Linked DNA regions of Cricetulus griseus: region 2 is linked to region 1. A link is a contact called in public Hi-C data. All regions are on one chromosome and are shown on one strand. The core of a region is the stretch at or near the end of the contact, and the rest is flanking DNA. Distances in the headings are between cores, read along the strand shown. Region 1 holds the start of Calm2 (calmodulin-2). Region 2 has its middle 79 kb from the start of Epcam.

The links. Hi-C and Micro-C count contacts between places; a contact is called where the count stands out from the background.
Region 2: a contact with region 1 is called in a Hi-C map of fibroblasts, with 5 times the contacts expected there. The contact joins the enhancer-like site here to the promoter of Calm2 in region 1. A contact is called at or near these places in 2 of 8 Hi-C or Micro-C datasets (fibroblasts and liver).

The regions. Positions count from the first base shown.
Region 1 is chr5:89,106,598-89,110,085 of CriGri-PICRH-1.0, reverse strand. Calm2 (calmodulin-2) reads left to right here and starts at 2,041. Exons shown (of 6, transcript XM_027417991.2): 1 at 2,041-2,167. The coding sequence starts at 2,165.
Region 2 is chr5:89,196,828-89,200,112 of CriGri-PICRH-1.0, reverse strand. No RefSeq gene overlaps it. Among named protein-coding and RNA genes, the nearest start is that of Epcam, 79 kb to the left of the region's middle. Within about 2 kb of position 1,997, at least 3 of the 6 cell types and tissues checked have open chromatin away from gene starts, as enhancers often do. A contact at or near this core is called in fibroblasts, where this site is marked.

The sequences.
Region 1 (3,488 bases), core at 792-3,291:
TCCTCTTATTTTATTCTGACAGGGCTTCTTTGTATAACTGCCCTGGCTGTCCTGGAACCTGTTCTGTAGACCAGGCTGTCCTCGAACTCAGACATCCACCTGCCTCTCCAGTGCTGGGATGCACCACCACTGCCTGGCTCCTTTATTTTTCTTAAAAAAACTTTTCCTATATACTTGCTAACAAGCAGCTGGGCACCCTTCGCCTCTCTGAGCACACTCCTGTATATTAGATTTATTATACATTATGCACCCATCCTCTTAAAATCCGTTCCCTAGAGGATGTGATTATTCATTCTGTCATTCAATTTCCCACCACTAAAAATTTCATATGTAAAATCACTGCATGCTAATGGAGTGCTGTGTAGAGAGAGAATATTTTTAGTGAGTCAGCTGAAAGAAAAAAAATCATTAGTATGTCTTCTGAGGAGGAATCAGGGACAAATTCCTGGGTATACCTTGGGAAAGCTTGGAAGTTACCAGAATGCAGCGTACTGGGATGGTGGCCTCAGACTAAGTAGAGGTGGCCATTTGGCCATTTAAAAATAATAGTCTCACTTAATGATCTTTATTTCATTTAGGATAAGGTTAATTAGCTCTCTTTCCTCCCAATATTAGCAAGGACAATAGAAACAGAAATCTGAGGGTTTTTGTTTGTTTTTTTGAGGGGACCTTCTTTCGAAAGGGTTTCGGGTTTGTCAAAGCTCATCTAAAGGCCACTTAATGTCTGGTTGGTTTGCATGATTGAAAGAGGACCGAACTCTGGCTTCAGTTAAAAATGGAGTGAGGGAGTGTTTAATTTGGAAGGGAAAGGTTAAAAATTCAGCTGAAGCTCTCAAATTGAGTACAGATAGCTGTGAGCATCGAAGACATTCTTGATGAATGGGAAATGATTGTGAAGGCAGGCTTCTTTTCAGTAGGTGAGGTTTCATTCCTGCTAGCGTTAAAAAAAAAAAAAACCAAAAAAACAAATGCTGTTCTCTAGGTTTCGATGGTCTCCGTGTGTGTGTGTGTGTGTGTGTGTGTGTGTGTGTGTGTGCGCGCGCGCGCGTGTGTGTGTGTGCGCGCGCGCGTGTGTGTGTGCGTTTACTGGGAAGTTCTTTCTGGGCTTTGCCATCTTCGGAATTCTTTCTGGGCCGTCCTTGCGCCATCAATCTTCTCCGGCCACTGTATGTTGAGTGTTAGACCCTTATTTCCTCTTCAACTTCCGGCACCCTTTCCGGAGCTGTCTATTTTGAGCTTCTCATTTCAAAGGGGGCTGGCTACCTGGGGAGACCCGCAGCACGCGCTCTCAAGACACTGTGGGTCTGGGTGGCTTTCTGATAAATTACCGCTGGGCCAGGGAAGCAAAGGGGAAGCATCAGCGGAAGCCCCTTTCTGATTAGTCCGTCAGCTGAGCTGCATGGGTTCTGCACCGTGGGACCGAAGACGAGCGGCTTCCACGATGCAGCAAACCCTGACAAGTCGGGCGCCGGGGGGCGGGGAGGAGCCCTTCACGTTTATTGATTTATCCATTGGCTTTAGATTGTTTCCATCGACCCCTGCATACGGGGCGGGTGGAGGAGGGAGGAAGGTCCTGTAGCCAAGCGCAAAGCCGGCCGGCCTGAGCCAGCCACGCCGCCGCCTGGCGCAGTTGCCAGGACGGCGTAGCCGGCCCGGAGCAGCAACGGCAGAAGCCGCACCGCGTTCCGATCAGCGAGGGCGAGTGACGCATTGCAGGTACAAACCAGCCAATCAGGAGCGAGCTCAACGACCGTCGCCGCGCCCTCAGCCGCCACCGCCGCCGCCGCCGAGGTGCTCCTCCGCGCCGCAAAGTAGCGCCTTCCCCGGGCGCGACTCCGCCGGCCTTGCAACGGCCGGCCTGGGAACGAACCCCACTTACGTCATCCGTCCCTCTGCTCCCCCTTTGTCCCTGTCCCGCTCTGCCGAGTGACTGTGGAGAAAGGGGGTCTCCCGGAGAGGTCCGGGGTGGAGGGAGGGGGAAGGGGGGGAGGGGAACCGGCCGGGACTCGTTCGCTGCGTTCCGTTATCTGGCGTGAGGCGGAGGGATCTGGCGGAGGGAGGTGTTTATGAGGCGCCGGGGGCCGGGGAGGAGAACTAGTCCGAGTGGAGCGGGCGAGCCGAGCGGTTGTGTGTTCGCGTCTCGGAAACCGGTAGCCCTTGCAGCATGGTGAGTGCGTAGCCGAGCTGCTGGTCGGGGGTGGAGAAAAGATGCTGAAGCCAATTGCCTCGAGAGAGGGGGACCCTCCCGGACCCCTCCCCTCCCTGACACCCTCGACGAGCCGGCTTCGCCGGGAGGATGGCGCAGAAGAGGCCGGGAGGCCCCCGCGACGGTTATGTCGCAGGTGTTTCCCCCGCTCGGGTTCTCCAGGGTTTCCTCTTGAGTCCGCTGCGGAACTTGGCCCGGGGAGGATGGATCGGGGCGGCGGGGGTGGTGGTGCGGGGCGGTGTGGTTCGTCGGGGAGGGCGAGCGAGCGAGCGCGCGCGCGAGCCACGCCGTAGCTGCGAGCCGCTTGAAAGGGCAGCCCAGGGGGCCCGGTTTCAAACCGCCAACGGCCGCCACCGAGCGCGGGCGCCAGGAAGCGCCTTTGTCCGCCCCGGCCGCCATGCGCTGAGGGTGGGGGAGGGCGGGGAGGAGAGCGCGGGGCCCCCGGGGCGAGCGGGCGCCCGTTAGCCCGCGTCCCCCGCGAGGGCGAGTCGGGCCGGGCCGGGCCGGGGGCGAGCTGTGTGGGTCGAGCCCGTGTGAGGTGCAGCGGCTGGGGGTGGGGCGGACGGGCGCGCGGAACCGGGAGCCGCCGCCCGGCTCGGCTCGCGCCCCAGCTGCTGCGCTGGCACCTGCAGGACTGCGGAGGTCTGGGCGGCCCGCGGCGCTGCGGGGATGGGCGGGGGAGGGACCCCAGCAGCTCATCCCCCCCCCCGCCCGCCCGCAGTGCTGCTTGTTCTACTCCATCTGCTGCTGGCTTCCAGCACCAGGATGAATGCTTAATTTTTAAATTTTTTTTTTAACGGTCGAAGAAAGCAAGCTTTTTCTTTTTTTCTCTTTTGCCTGAAGTCGGGCGCTTTCTCCAAAGAACACAGCTCGTAAAGCGAAAGCAGCCAACTTCAGTTAGGGCCTCAAAGGCGTTTTCCGCCCACAGCCTAGGCAACCGGGAGAAAAGTGTTAAAAGTAGCAATTAAGGGGCGGGTCGTTAAATTCCTGAGTGCTCAGGTGCACTCCGGCTTACCTCGGCCACACGCGGCGTTTTCCTTGAAAACGACGCCTGTGTGGGTGTCGAAGTCGCCGTCTGATCTTCGTTCTTTTTCACAGTAATGGTTGTCAGGGACCGTGCAGTAAAAGAGTATACGGGAGAGAGAGCAGGCGATATTAGAAAGGATTTAAAAAAAAAAAAAGATGACTGGAGCCTCCTGTTTCCTGTAAAAAAAAATTAATGAGGGCGATAATTTGCAATACTTAATTTTACTCCCTCTGCCAAGTGGTTAGAGCAATGGGT
Region 2 (3,285 bases), core at 748-3,247, 90 kb before region 1:
GTGGCAGGAAATAACATACCAGTGTGCTCAGTTAGCCTTCCTTTTCCTGGCTTCTTCCTTTTTATGTGGCCTAAGACCCAAGCCCAGAGAATAGTGCAGTTTAGTTGTTTTTTGTTTTGTTTTTTTTTTTTTTGTTTGTTTTCTAGCCAATTGAAGATTTTTATTTCAGCCAGCTGGGACTACACTCAGGTATTCGGGACCCAAGTGTAGCCCAGTGCAGGCCACTTTTAAGGTGGGTTCCCCACCGCAGTTAGTTCGGTCAAGAGCACCTCTTGTGGTATAGCCAGAGACTAACACAATCCAGACAATCCCTCACAGGTGTTCTCAGTGGTCTGTCTCCTAGGTGATGGCAGATCCTGTTAAGTTGATATTAACCATCAAGGCCTAAAAACTTAATATCCATTGTTGGTTGAGTCCGTGGGTAAAGATCCTGCATACTGAAATGTATCCTGTCAGTGGATACATGGCTGCAGCCCTCCCTCACCTCACACACACACCATTGCCTGGGCTTTTCTTACCATATCCAAAATAAAACAAAAATGGTAGAAACTAATGTCACGTGGATTTTTCCCTTTTACTTTCATCAAAGACTTTGACAGTTTTCTTTTGCATCTACATATGATTCCTTTGTATGAGGCACTAAGTATATTTAGTCACAGAGATTGAGTGGTGACCCTCAGTGGGCGGGGAGAAAGTATGGAGAGTTATTGTTTTGAATGAGTATGGAGTTTCAGTCTGGTATAATAAAAAAAAGTTCTAGATATGTACTTCGGGATCGTCCATAGGAAGTAAAGCTACTAACTGCCGATGGACTAGCATGGCTCAGGTGGCAAATTTTATCACACCAGAAAGTCTGTCTAGGGAGTCGTCTATGAATTGGTTGCAATGTGTTTCTGGGTCTCTCATTAATTGATGGGTTAAAGGCAGCCACTGACGGGTGCTCATGGATATTTGCATAAGATTTATGATTTTTCCCCCTTTTAATAAGTGGTTAGGGAACAATCAAGGAGGGAGGAGGGAGAAATTCGAGCAGGGTGGGAATTGGGAGTAAGGTTGAGAAAGGAGAGAGTAAGAAAAGAAAGGAGAGGTCAAGATAAGGATGGGGGGCAGGAAGCTTACTGCAGGAGAGGGAGGAGCAGGGCAGCAAGGGAGGAAGTGGGAAGGACGCTCTCCCTTCTCTTGAAGGAAGTCTTTCTTTTGACTCTGCCTTGTGAAGCTCTCTCTGTCTCAGTCTGAGAAGGAAGAAATTATTTTCTGCCTCCGCCGTTTCCCAGGTCACCAGTTATATTAAGCCAAAGTCCCTTGGTGGCTGCTGTCTATAATTTTCCACTCCCCACCCTTTTGAGTCAGATTGCAAAATAAGGCCATTTTGAAACTTGGATTTCTCCTGGTCAAGGCAGTAGAGATGTGACACAGGACTTTTTCTGACCCTGAGGAGCTCAGGCAGGGTCTTCATGGAAGGTGTGGTCTTAGATCAGCAACTGGATGGCTAGGAGGAGGCACCAGGGGTGCCAGGACCCTAGGCTGACCACCGGAAGTGCTCTGTGCTATTTCCAGACTTTTACCAGGGGAGGACCAGAAGTTCTTACGACCCCTTTAGGGGGTTAGAAGCAGACTCTTGGCCCTGAGAGGTCTCCACTGGCCTGGCAGAGATCTGAGAAGTCAGCCATTTATTGCTCTAACAAAGCCTTTTCCTAATATGACCCCCCTCTATCTTTCCAGACTTACTCTTGGGCTGTGGTGCAGTCAGCCTACTGGCCACTCCCTGTTCTCCCCATTGGAATGCCTGTCCCCTCTCCCCACCCCAGCACACTGATTCACACTTTTTTTTTTTTTTAATTTCCAGGCAGAGTGGCTTATTTCCTACCTGGAGCAGTCATTCTGTATCATAAGCATCTGTATTTTCCCACAACACTCACTGCTCTGGCTTGTACTTACTCACTTCCCTGTCCACCAGTCTGCTGGGAGGGCCAGAGCCCAGGCTTACTCCTGGCCAGTCCCAGGACCTGGCTTAGTGCCTGGTGCATTCATTAGCTTGCTTGTCAGCTTCTGGAGCCCTGACTATGTATCAGGCTGAGCAGTAGACAGACTGATGAAAGGCTAAATTTTCATGCGTTTACATTTTGGTTGGGGAGGCAGGCAACATACAAGTAAACAGAAATAAATGATGTGTTGGACAATAGGCCCAGAGAAGGTATTACTGTAGACTGGGGATTTCTCTAATAAAACAACTTTTTTATGAAGATGGGGGGGTGGTGATGGGGGAGGTGGGGAGTACTTTAAAGAGTATTTGTCATAGTTAAGGAGTAGCAGGGTAGGCAATATGGCCAGAGAAGTGAATGGTGGCTACGACAGACAAGGGGTAGTTGAGCAGCAGTGGCTCAGAGGTGGTGTGGGTGGCTAGTAGCTTCAGTGTTCATTGTAGGGGATGAGGAGCAAGAGACACACAGGTTTAAAACCCTCATGATCCGCCCCCCCCCCCCCCCCCCCCCAGATAAGGTTTCTCTGTGTAACATTCGTGAAACTCGCTTTGTAGACCAGGCTGGCCTCGAACTCAGAGAGATCTGCCTGCCTCTGCCTCCCGAGTGCTGGGACTAAAGGTGTGGGCCACCACCACCACCACCACTCCACAAAGCCCTCATGATCTTAAATGACCTCCTGGATACTTTGCTGAGAACAGACTATTCAAAGCTCAGATTTTGGGAAACTCACAAAGACGATCTGTTATATGGGACCAAATACTCAGGCACCTTGAGGATAGTGGGAGCTTGTCCTTGACTGGGCAGGAAATGGATGCCCTGTTCTATTTTGTCTGCTCCCCTCTTGTTCCTAGATAACAGCCTCCACCATAGGATTTTCTGTTCCCAGACACAGGACAGGCTTAGACACAGGACAAAACATCAGAGACAAGCAGATAGCTCTGACCTGCCTGTTATGGTGGAAGCTTCACCCCCGCCCCTGGCATCCATATACCCAAAGAGTCTGGAATATTCTGGTGGAAGTTCCACCAGAACCCGCCTCCCCATCTCCCTCCAAACCCTGATGCATCTCAGAAAGCCCGACAAATGATGACCCCTCCCCCAGAGATGCTCAAGACCACTCCCACAGAGTATTTAAACTGCCCCCTGGAAAACAGACTCGAGGTTTTTCGGCCTCTTTTCCTGTCTCTTCTCTAGGGGACTGGAAGGCCATTCCGGAACATTGTATCCTTTAAACATGGGCTTTTCCCTATTCGGTTTGATTTGGTCTGATTTGGATTGCTGCATGGGTAGAGAGGTTTATTGG